3 separate regions of the Mus musculus genome follow, and regions 1 and 3 are each linked to region 2. A link is a contact called in public HiChIP or PLAC-seq data. All regions are on one chromosome and are shown on one strand. The core of a region is the stretch at or near the end of the contact, and the rest is flanking DNA. Distances in the headings are between cores, read along the strand shown. Region 1 has its middle 59 kb from the start of Pdc. Region 2 overlaps Pla2g4a (phospholipase A2, group IVA (cytosolic, calcium-dependent)). Region 3 has its middle 33 kb from the start of Ptgs2os2.

What was found. HiChIP or PLAC-seq counts read pairs in DNA pulled down with a chosen protein or histone mark.
Region 1: a contact with region 2 is called in an H3K27ac HiChIP or PLAC-seq map of embryonic fibroblasts, with 29 read pairs. The contact joins two enhancer-like sites. A contact is called at or near these places in 8 of 15 datasets of contacts at CTCF or cohesin (the G1E-ER4 cell line, the NIH/3T3 cell line, embryonic stem cells and 5 more), 35 of 484 Hi-C or Micro-C datasets (3T3-L1-derived adipocytes, the C2C12 cell line, the CH12 cell line and 23 more) and 5 of 115 datasets of contacts at active chromatin or transcription factors (the NIH/3T3 cell line, bone marrow-derived macrophages, embryonic fibroblasts and 2 more).
Region 3: a contact with region 2 is called in an SMC1A HiChIP or PLAC-seq map of the NIH/3T3 cell line, with 6 times the contacts expected there. The contact joins two enhancer-like sites. A contact is called at or near these places in 1 of 39 promoter capture datasets (hippocampal neurons), 2 of 15 datasets of contacts at CTCF or cohesin (both in the NIH/3T3 cell line), 46 of 484 Hi-C or Micro-C datasets (the AML12 cell line, the C2C12 cell line, the C3H10T1/2 cell line and 22 more), 6 of 115 datasets of contacts at active chromatin or transcription factors (the NIH/3T3 cell line, bone marrow-derived dendritic cells, bone marrow-derived macrophages and 3 more) and 2 of 9 other capture datasets (bone marrow-derived macrophages and macrophages).

Annotation. Positions count from the first base shown.
Region 1 is chr1:150,258,997-150,261,975 of GRCm38.p6, reverse strand. No RefSeq gene overlaps it. Among named protein-coding and RNA genes, the nearest start is that of Pdc, 59 kb to the left of the region's middle. Within about 2 kb of position 1,540, at least 9 of the 459 cell types and tissues checked have an H3K27ac peak or open chromatin away from gene starts, as enhancers often do. A contact at or near this core is called in the C2C12 cell line, the NIH/3T3 cell line, embryonic fibroblasts and 1 more, where this site is marked.
Region 2 is chr1:149,831,926-149,834,625 of GRCm38.p6, reverse strand. The region is part of intron 17 of Pla2g4a (phospholipase A2, group IVA (cytosolic, calcium-dependent)); the gene reads left to right. Among named protein-coding and RNA genes, the nearest start is that of Gm23535, 130 kb to the right of the region's middle. Within about 2 kb of position 1,450, at least 22 of the 459 cell types and tissues checked have an H3K27ac peak or open chromatin away from gene starts, as enhancers often do. A contact at or near this core is called in the C2C12 cell line, the NIH/3T3 cell line, embryonic fibroblasts and 2 more, where this site is marked.
Region 3 is chr1:150,196,109-150,199,003 of GRCm38.p6, reverse strand. No RefSeq gene overlaps it. Among named protein-coding and RNA genes, the nearest start is that of Ptgs2os2, 33 kb to the right of the region's middle. Within about 2 kb of position 1,268, at least 16 of the 459 cell types and tissues checked have an H3K27ac peak or open chromatin away from gene starts, as enhancers often do. A contact at or near this core is called in the NIH/3T3 cell line and pancreatic cancer cells, where this site is marked.

The sequences.
Region 1 (2,979 bases), core at 291-2,790, 430 kb before region 2:
TGTGTGTGTGTGTGTGTGTGTGTGTATGACTAGTTTCAATCATGAGAACTCTACCACATAATATTTTCTAACTATAGTCACCTTCTAGAGGCCTTACTTAGTTTCCACCTTCTTAAAGCTTGATGACGGGGACTAAATTTCAACATGAGTTTCCATGTAGGAGTTTTGGAGGAGACAAGCGTCTTTGAGCCATATCAGCAAGGCATTACTTATTCTGAGCCTTAAAACCACTTCCTACAATTCATGACCTTGATGAACTCCTCCATATATATTGGAGAATCTTTGCACTTAAAAAATGTATTAAGAGATTGTTCAGAGCCAGGGAAATAATGGTCAATTAATATAGTGATTACTTCTTAAAGGACCCTCCACCAAGGACAACCATTTGAATGAGAATATTGCTAATAAACTCTACTTTATTTTAACTTGGAGCTTTCCTTTGCTTTCATTTGTTCCTTTTATAGGTGTCGTTGGTATGATCACTGGCTTGCAAGTGGATGAAAAAAATAGACCAAGGTTTTCAATTTTATTTAGAGGTAGAGTTTTAGCTGATATTGGAGGCCATACTATATAGCCTTTTAATGTGTATTTATTTTTACTAAAGTGACTCAGTAATTGACATTGGCCATATGACTTTCTAGAAATATTATTTAAACATTTTTGCTAGAAGAACAATAAAATACTTAGCTGCTCCTTCACACTTTTTAACACATTATCTGTGCTACCACTGGTACAGGCGATGAAGTTTGGAGAAGTTTAAAAAGGCAGGGTAGAAAGGTAGATTATTGTAGAGTAAATTTCTTGAAATGGAAATCTATGAAATGGTTTTTATAATAGAACTCAAATTATAATCAGGGAAAAACAAGTGTCAGCAGCAAGCCTGAACTTTGAATTTCTCACTGGTTTGTCAAGATGAGTCACCATGAAATCAAATCTAATGTATAGGTAGGAAGTTTAGTCAGTGAAGCTAGTACTGCACGTTGATTTAGGAAAAGCTATGCAAAGGTAATGCATTGAGATTTGCTTCCAAGGATGCTGAGGGTCCTCGGAAAGCTGAGAAACCAGTTTCAGCACATACTTTGATGCTACTGATCTCTTGGACTGGGTGATTGCTTGTTGTGGGGACTCCCCTGGTCATCTGAGAATTTTTTTGACATTTCTGAACTGAATCCACCAAATGTCTATAGGAAACCTGTTGCCACCTTAGTTACAACAACCAAAATATCTCTAAATATTATTGTCATCAATGTCAGACACCCCAGTAGCCCCTGGTTGAGCACCACTGATTTTGCACATAAAGGGTAATATGGTATAATTAGAGAAATTGTCCTAGTTTTAGTGTCTTAACAAACAAGCCAAGCCATAGTGTTGCAATCTGGGCACAGGAAATTGCTAAGTTCTTTCAAGGAGATGGCTTGATTCATTCTCCAAGTGATGTTGACTAGCCTTGGGAGATAAGCACAGATAATGCTTTGACTACTGTAGGACAGATATCATAAAACCCCATACCTGATTTACTGAGGGCTCAGTGGTGACTGTACATTTTTCTGAGATTCCCTGAATAACACAGACACAATAATTTCAGATGAGTCACTAAAATTATAGCTTAGGAAATACGAAGCATATTAAAAATACAATTTAAAGCCGACTCATGTTTTACTTTTCCACTTCAAATATCAAGTGAATTTTTCCTTTTTTCCACTTGCATTGCTTTCGGTAAACTTGCTAGACTTAGCTTTAGTCATCTGCTGGGCTGAACAGCAGTGGGTATGACTGTCTAGATCAACTAGGCAGTTTTGAGTAGTTTTAAAATTTATGCTCAAGGAATGAACAATGATAGAAACTTGAACCACTGAAAATATTCACCTTATAAAAACTAAAAACAAAAGAAAATATATTTACTATATTGGACTCAGGGACATGATCTTAATTTCCATAAAGAAAACAACTTTTTATAGTTTAATATCTTTGGGGTATAACATGGATGTAGGATGAATTTAGCCAGTTGTAGTTAGAATAAATCTAGTCCTTATTAATTTACTTTACAGATATATTTCTTAAGGATTACTAGGTGACGTGGCAGACATTTTACTAATGAGAAGCAACCAGTCAGTTGAAGTCCCTATACTCCACACTACCAGCCAAATGAACTGAGAATTACACGTAAAGTGTTTGAGTGCCATTAAATGTTACAGATATCACAAAGGAAAGGGGTATCAGTTAAGTGAAACAGAACAGACACCATAAATTTTATTGTATTCCTATTGATGACAGGATGCTTCTCACTGTACATAGCCAGCACAGAGGGCTACCAGTTAACAGTCTGTGAGGTTAGTATTTAGTCTCAATTCGCATTTGAATGTTGGAAAGGCAATTTTTTCAAAACATTTTTTCATTTTCACTAACTCTGTCAAGTTGTATATCTCTGCCTCTTAGTTCTTCTGTAATTTTTACATCCAGTGCATTCAGTCCCTGCCTTCCCTTCTCTGTAACTACTCCAGATTTATAAGACACATGAACCCATTTGCTCTAGGCAACATCATTGAAAAGAACCTACATTCTAAATTAAAGACCCTTGTTTCATGTCCCTTGTTAGACAACCAGTATGGCCTTCCTGGCTCCATCTTTTAACCCTGACACCCATCGTTTCCCTACCTATTTTGTTTTGGTTCTTATGTGACTCTGGATATCTCTTCTCAGCCTTTACTTACAAGCTACTCGATATCAGTGTCCCACCATTAGTGGGGCTTTTGTGGGGCGTGTCTTTTCTGGTTCCTTCTCCTTGTTCATTTTACCTGCTTCATGCATCTCGTGACTTCAACTACTGCCTCTGTGTTTGTGGCTCTCAATTTCTTCTACCTCATAATTGTTTCGTGATTTACTTCTCTCTAAATTTAATATATTTCTACTTTTTTGTGAAATTTTAATTTTTTTGATATTGCTTAATTAGTCATCTGGTCTGCTTGTGCATCTGTGTAC
Region 2 (2,700 bases), core at 201-2,700:
ATGCCCTGTGTGACCTTATCCTATCTCATTTGTACATTGGTTCAATGTGTCTTTATTACTAGATGTGCCAGGCTATGTTCAAAGACACAGAGACATAGAGCACCAAAGAACCAAAAGCCCAGGTTGCAATCTTATCACTCAGGAAGCTAAGGTAAGAGGTTCCTGAGTTTTCTCTCAGGAAACTCTGTTTCAGAGAAAAGAAAAGAAAAAAACACCCAAAAAACAAAAACAAAAACAAAAGTATGAATACCTTTATTAACCAAATATTTTCTCCTAAACATTCAACACTTAAAACCAGCCAAAGAAGCATGATGGATAGATCTAAGTGTGTGTGTGTGTGTGTGTGTGTGTGTGTGAATTTATAGGCATAGGAATCAAGTAAAAAAAAAAAAAAACTAGAAAAAATGCCAGAAGTCACAGTTTTGGAGTGGGGACTGAGCTTAAGGCATAAATCTTCCTTACTCTTTTCTCTGTCAACCATTTCTCTCCCAAGTGGCCTTGTTACTTAGTGTTCTACATTCACTTTCTTTTCCAACCAAGCCAACCAGTTTCCATGTGTTTCATATGTCCTGCGTTTACCACAGCATTCCATTCTTAGCTTTATATGGTTATTCATGGAGAAAATTGCTTGCCTCCTCTGCTTATGAAATAATATGTGTTTAACTCCAGTTATATTTTCCTCATGGTTTATCTGGGCGTTTATTAATCTAGAAAATATTTGTTATATGCCTTTCATAGTCTCAGTGCTGTGGTCAAACACTAACAGTCCTGGTTTTCATGGTATTTCAGACTTACATAAAATCAAACATTAGTCAGGAGCCTCACAGTAATTTTTATGAAAATAGTAGTTGCTTCTTATGATGGTAATTATTTTTATTCCTCTCTAAAGGTGTGTCTTCTCTGTAAGGTTACACCATAACATTCTCTCCTGGACTGCTGTTTTTAATTTGATACTATAAGCATCTCAATTTGTCTATAGACCCCTCAAAAATCATTCATTTCGGTGGAAGGGAGGAAGATCTTCTTTTCCAAGTTTAAAATTTTTTTTTTACTTATCTACTGAAAATGCTGTAGTATTAAGGGAACTGTTTTTTTAAAAAGAAATTGGAAAGCTCTTGAATGGTGTAGAAGAAGATGGCATGGATAATACTTGGGACAAGCAGTGAGGATACAGAAGGTTAGGAAACAATGGATATTATTGGAATAAACTGGCAAGGGAGGATCTGAAACCCCATGGAGGGAGAGAAGCAATTATACAAACCCTCTAAGGTCATTCCTGGCTTAAAAAAAAGATAGAAAGATACAGATACTACATAAGACATTTTAGATTCATCCAGATGTGTCACGTAGCTTCTAAAAGCTTTACAATTAGCAAGTGATTTAATACTAAGTTTTTCTTGGCCTGGAAGCATTAGGTTCCCAGGGCGGCAGTAGGGCTGTTTTATGAGGAAACAGAAGCCTGTTCAGTGCTTTCATAGTGTTAATATGCCATCTAGTGGTTCAACTTGCACACTCTTATCCCAAATGACTTGGATTTTTAGTTATAAAGGCAAACCCTAGAATGAATATATATCTCCCATTCATATCTCATTATATCTCTGTGATACCAACATTGCTAGTTTTTTCTATCTTCCTTATTTTCTTATAGTGTAAAATATTGAACACAGTGCCCCCATATACATTAGGCAAATAGTCTACCAATTGAGCTAAAAAAAATCTTGGTCTCCAAACTTTGTTCTCTCTCTCTCTCTCTCTCTCTCTCTCTCTCTCTCTCTCTCTCTGTGTGTGTGTGTGTGTGTGTGTGTGTGTGATAGAGAGAGTCAGACAGCCATCACAAGTGTACTATTCCCTGGGTCTTTTCTGTTCTAAAGCATTTTGGATGGCTGTTTTACCCTTCCCTGCACCAAGGGTATACATCTGCGTGAAGGAGCAGAACTGACTGGTAACATGGCAGCCAGCCAGAATCTAGAAAGACAGAGACTATTAAAAGTAAATACAGAAGGTCATTTGAATAGCAGGATTGATTTGCCAGTTCACACAGTGTAATGAGCCCATTCTTGCCCATATTGACTTCTTATAAGCTTTATAGCTTCCTAACTTTCATCACACACAGTTTATAAGCAATGGTATGAGCACATGTCTGTTGCAGGATATTTCTCTATGTGCTAGTCACTGTCCACAGCACTTTCTAGCAATATTCTCCAATTCCTAGCAACCTAAGATTAATAACGTTATTATTGTCTTAAAGAAGCCAGGAGTAGAGAGACGGGTCAGCAGTTAAGAGTCCTTGATCTTCTTGCAGATGACTCAGGTTTGGTTCCCATGCACTGTCTATAAATATTTACAAGGGATCCAACTCCCTTTTCCACACTCCAGAGACACTGCATACACATAGTGCAATTGTATGCAGGCAAAATACTCACACACATAAAATAAAATACGTAAATCTTTAAAGAAGAAGAAACAATCTGAAGTGTGTAGGCTGATTTTCATCTATTTCACAGAACCTGGACATGAATGGGCCAAGGAGGCCTTTGACTCAAGTCTTTTTCAATAGATCTGAAGCCCAGAATGTGTTATGTCTCTCTTATGTATGGGTAAATGCATTCTGCCAACATGTAATTAAAAGACTCTGTAATATTTGACTCTGGTTCTACAAGCAGAGACTAACAATATTTTTTAACCATATGAAAGACTCAA
Region 3 (2,895 bases), core at 19-2,518, 360 kb before region 2:
TAAAGAATGCAAATAATAATTTAAAGGTTAAAGCATTTCCTTAATATAAATTTATCCTCATTCCTCATAAAACTGAATATGAAATTACTATGGCCCTTTCTGATCCGCACCTCCACCTGCACCCATGGCAGATTGGCATGTTTGCTTCCCAACCCTACAATCCTGTCTATCTCCAGGAGGTCTGCTTTCTAGGGACAAAGGTGAGACCCTTACCCTAATATACATGACAACTGGAACCCACACAGAACCCAAAAGTGGTGGGATCTATCCCCCTCTGCTGGATCCCCTTCACCCTTCCAGTCTGCACCTCCACCTGTACCCTTAACAGATTAGCATAACTGCTCAATGACCCCACAGCTCTGCCTGTAATTCCATGTGAACTGCTCTAACCAGGGCCAGAGGCAGCCTGCTCTAACCAGACAGAGACAGAGGAGGTCTGTTCTAACCCAACTCACACAGCCCTACTTGCCTTTGAGGAGGGTAGCTGTGATGCGTGTGCGAAGGTCAGAGGACAAACCTTGCAGGAGTTGGTTTTCATTTAGGCTCTGAGGATTGAATCAGGTCTCTAGGCTTGGTGACAAGAACCTTTATCCACTGAGCCACCTCCTTAATCCCTAAAGACCCTCTGCTCAGTGCATTGTGTATGTTTTGTATCTGCCATATTTAGAACTTTCATAGCTGTAGTTGGGAAGCTGGGCTCTTCTTTGTAAGATGAGAAACCGAGGTATTTTCAAAGATTTACTGAAGATTACTCTTTACTTCTTGAACATAGAGAAAAGCACTGCTCTGCAGTTGTAGGCAGGCTTCCTTCTGAGTAGTAATATTTACATTTTCAAGACTTTGTCATTTCTATTCTGAGGAATACAACTTGAAACTGAATTTTTACTTTTTCTGATTAAGCCTTCTGTCTTCACATCCAGATTAGGAAACCATTCTTTGTAGCTGAAGATTATAACATGGAGCTGACTAATGTTTAAAAATAATAAAGGCGCGATTAGGAAATCATCAGACACAGAAAATGTATGGGGTTTTCCCCAATATGCATCATGTTGACTTAATTGATGCTCAGAGTTCAAGAAGTTGGGGTGTGAGGTCACTTCATGAAGTAATGGTTTATTAAGGATTTGCCTGCAAGAATATACATGGTTGAAAGTTATACAAAGGACTCTGGAATTTTTTTTCTTTTTTTAAAGACTGTGATGGCATCTGGCTTTAATGCACAAAGATGCTAGAGTTAGTCATCTGTATGGGTGGTTTATCATGATGGAAGAACTGATATGGCAATACAGGAAGTGGATGTGTAAACAGGTTTTATTGCCCTACATTTCCTTGCGTGCTCAAGAAAGTACCATTTGTCTTTCTCTTGCCCAGTGTGTACTCCCTACCGTGGTTTTGAATGAAAACTTTTTGGTTTACACAATATTCTGATGGAGAAAGGAAGGCCCAGATGGTATTTTTATAGGGCAAGCCCTTGGGAAATAATATGTTAAAAAATACTATGAGCTCTCTGGTGATGTAGCTCAGTCGGAGGCTGCTTGCCTAGCATGCACAAAGACCTTAATTTGATTCCCAGGGCAGCATGGAGCCCATATAATAGGATATATTTGTTTTTGTTTTTTTTTTAAATTTTAATTGGATATTTTATTTATTTATATTTCAAATGTTATTCTCTTTCCCAATCCCCCTCCCCAAGAAACCACCTATCCCATTCCCCTCTTCCTGTTTCTATGAGGGTGTGTTTCCACCCATCCACCCACTCCCACCTTCCCATCCTGAAATTCCCCTAAACTGGAGCATCAAGCCTTCACAGGCAGGACCAAGAGCCTCTTCTCTCATTGATGCCCAACAAGGCCATCCTCTAGGGAGGTAGAGGCAGAGGACCAGAAGTTCATGAGTTCATGGTCATCATTGACTATGGTAAGTTTTTTTTGTTTGTTTGTTTGTTTTTTATTAGATGTTTTCTTCATTTACATTTCAAATGCTATCCCGTTTCCTAGTTTCCTCTCTGAAAATCTCCTATACCTTTCCCCTGCCCTGCCCCCCAACCCACCCATTCCCACTTCCTGGCCCTGGCATTCCACTGTACTGGGGCATATAATCTTGACAAGATCAAGGGCCTCTCCTCCCACTGATGGCCGACTAGGCCATCCTCTGCTATATATGCAGTTAGAGACTCAAGCTCTGGGGGTACTGGTTAGTTCATATTGTTTCTCCTATAGGGTTTCAGACCCCTTCAACTCCTTGGGTACTTTCTCTAGCTCCTTCATTGGGGACCCTGTGTTCCACCCAATAGATAACTGTGAGCATCCACTTCTGTATTTATGGCAAGGTTTTTATGATAGCCTAGGCTACTTAAGACCCTGTCCCAAAGAAAGCAAAATACAAAATGCCAATTAAAAACAAACAAACAAACAAACCTAAGAGGTCTAAGAAAGGATCATTACAGTTTAGACTGGAGACCCCTCAGCTATAATGTAGCATTAAGTGAATCATTAAAGTATAAGAGAAAGAAACAAACTTTAGTGTGAAGGTATGCCCATAGGAATAGTTTTTCAAAACAAAATATAAAATAAAGAAGAGAAAACACTTGTCAAGTTTTGAATACAAAGAATACCTATGATTAACTAAAAAATTGATTCTCTTCCTCCCAAGTATTTACTTATGTGAGACTAGACCTTTCTGTACCAGACATACAACAATTGATTACAATGGATAGAATGAAGAAATAAATTGAATAATCCAGATATCTTCTGTGAAGCTATAAATCAAATTTGTACAATGTAAAATAGTCTCTCTTCTTACTAATCCTTTCTTACTTTAGGAGCCATTAAATAAACATAGTAATTTTCACATAGTGCTTATGTGAACACATACTGAATTTTTTTGTTTTAAATG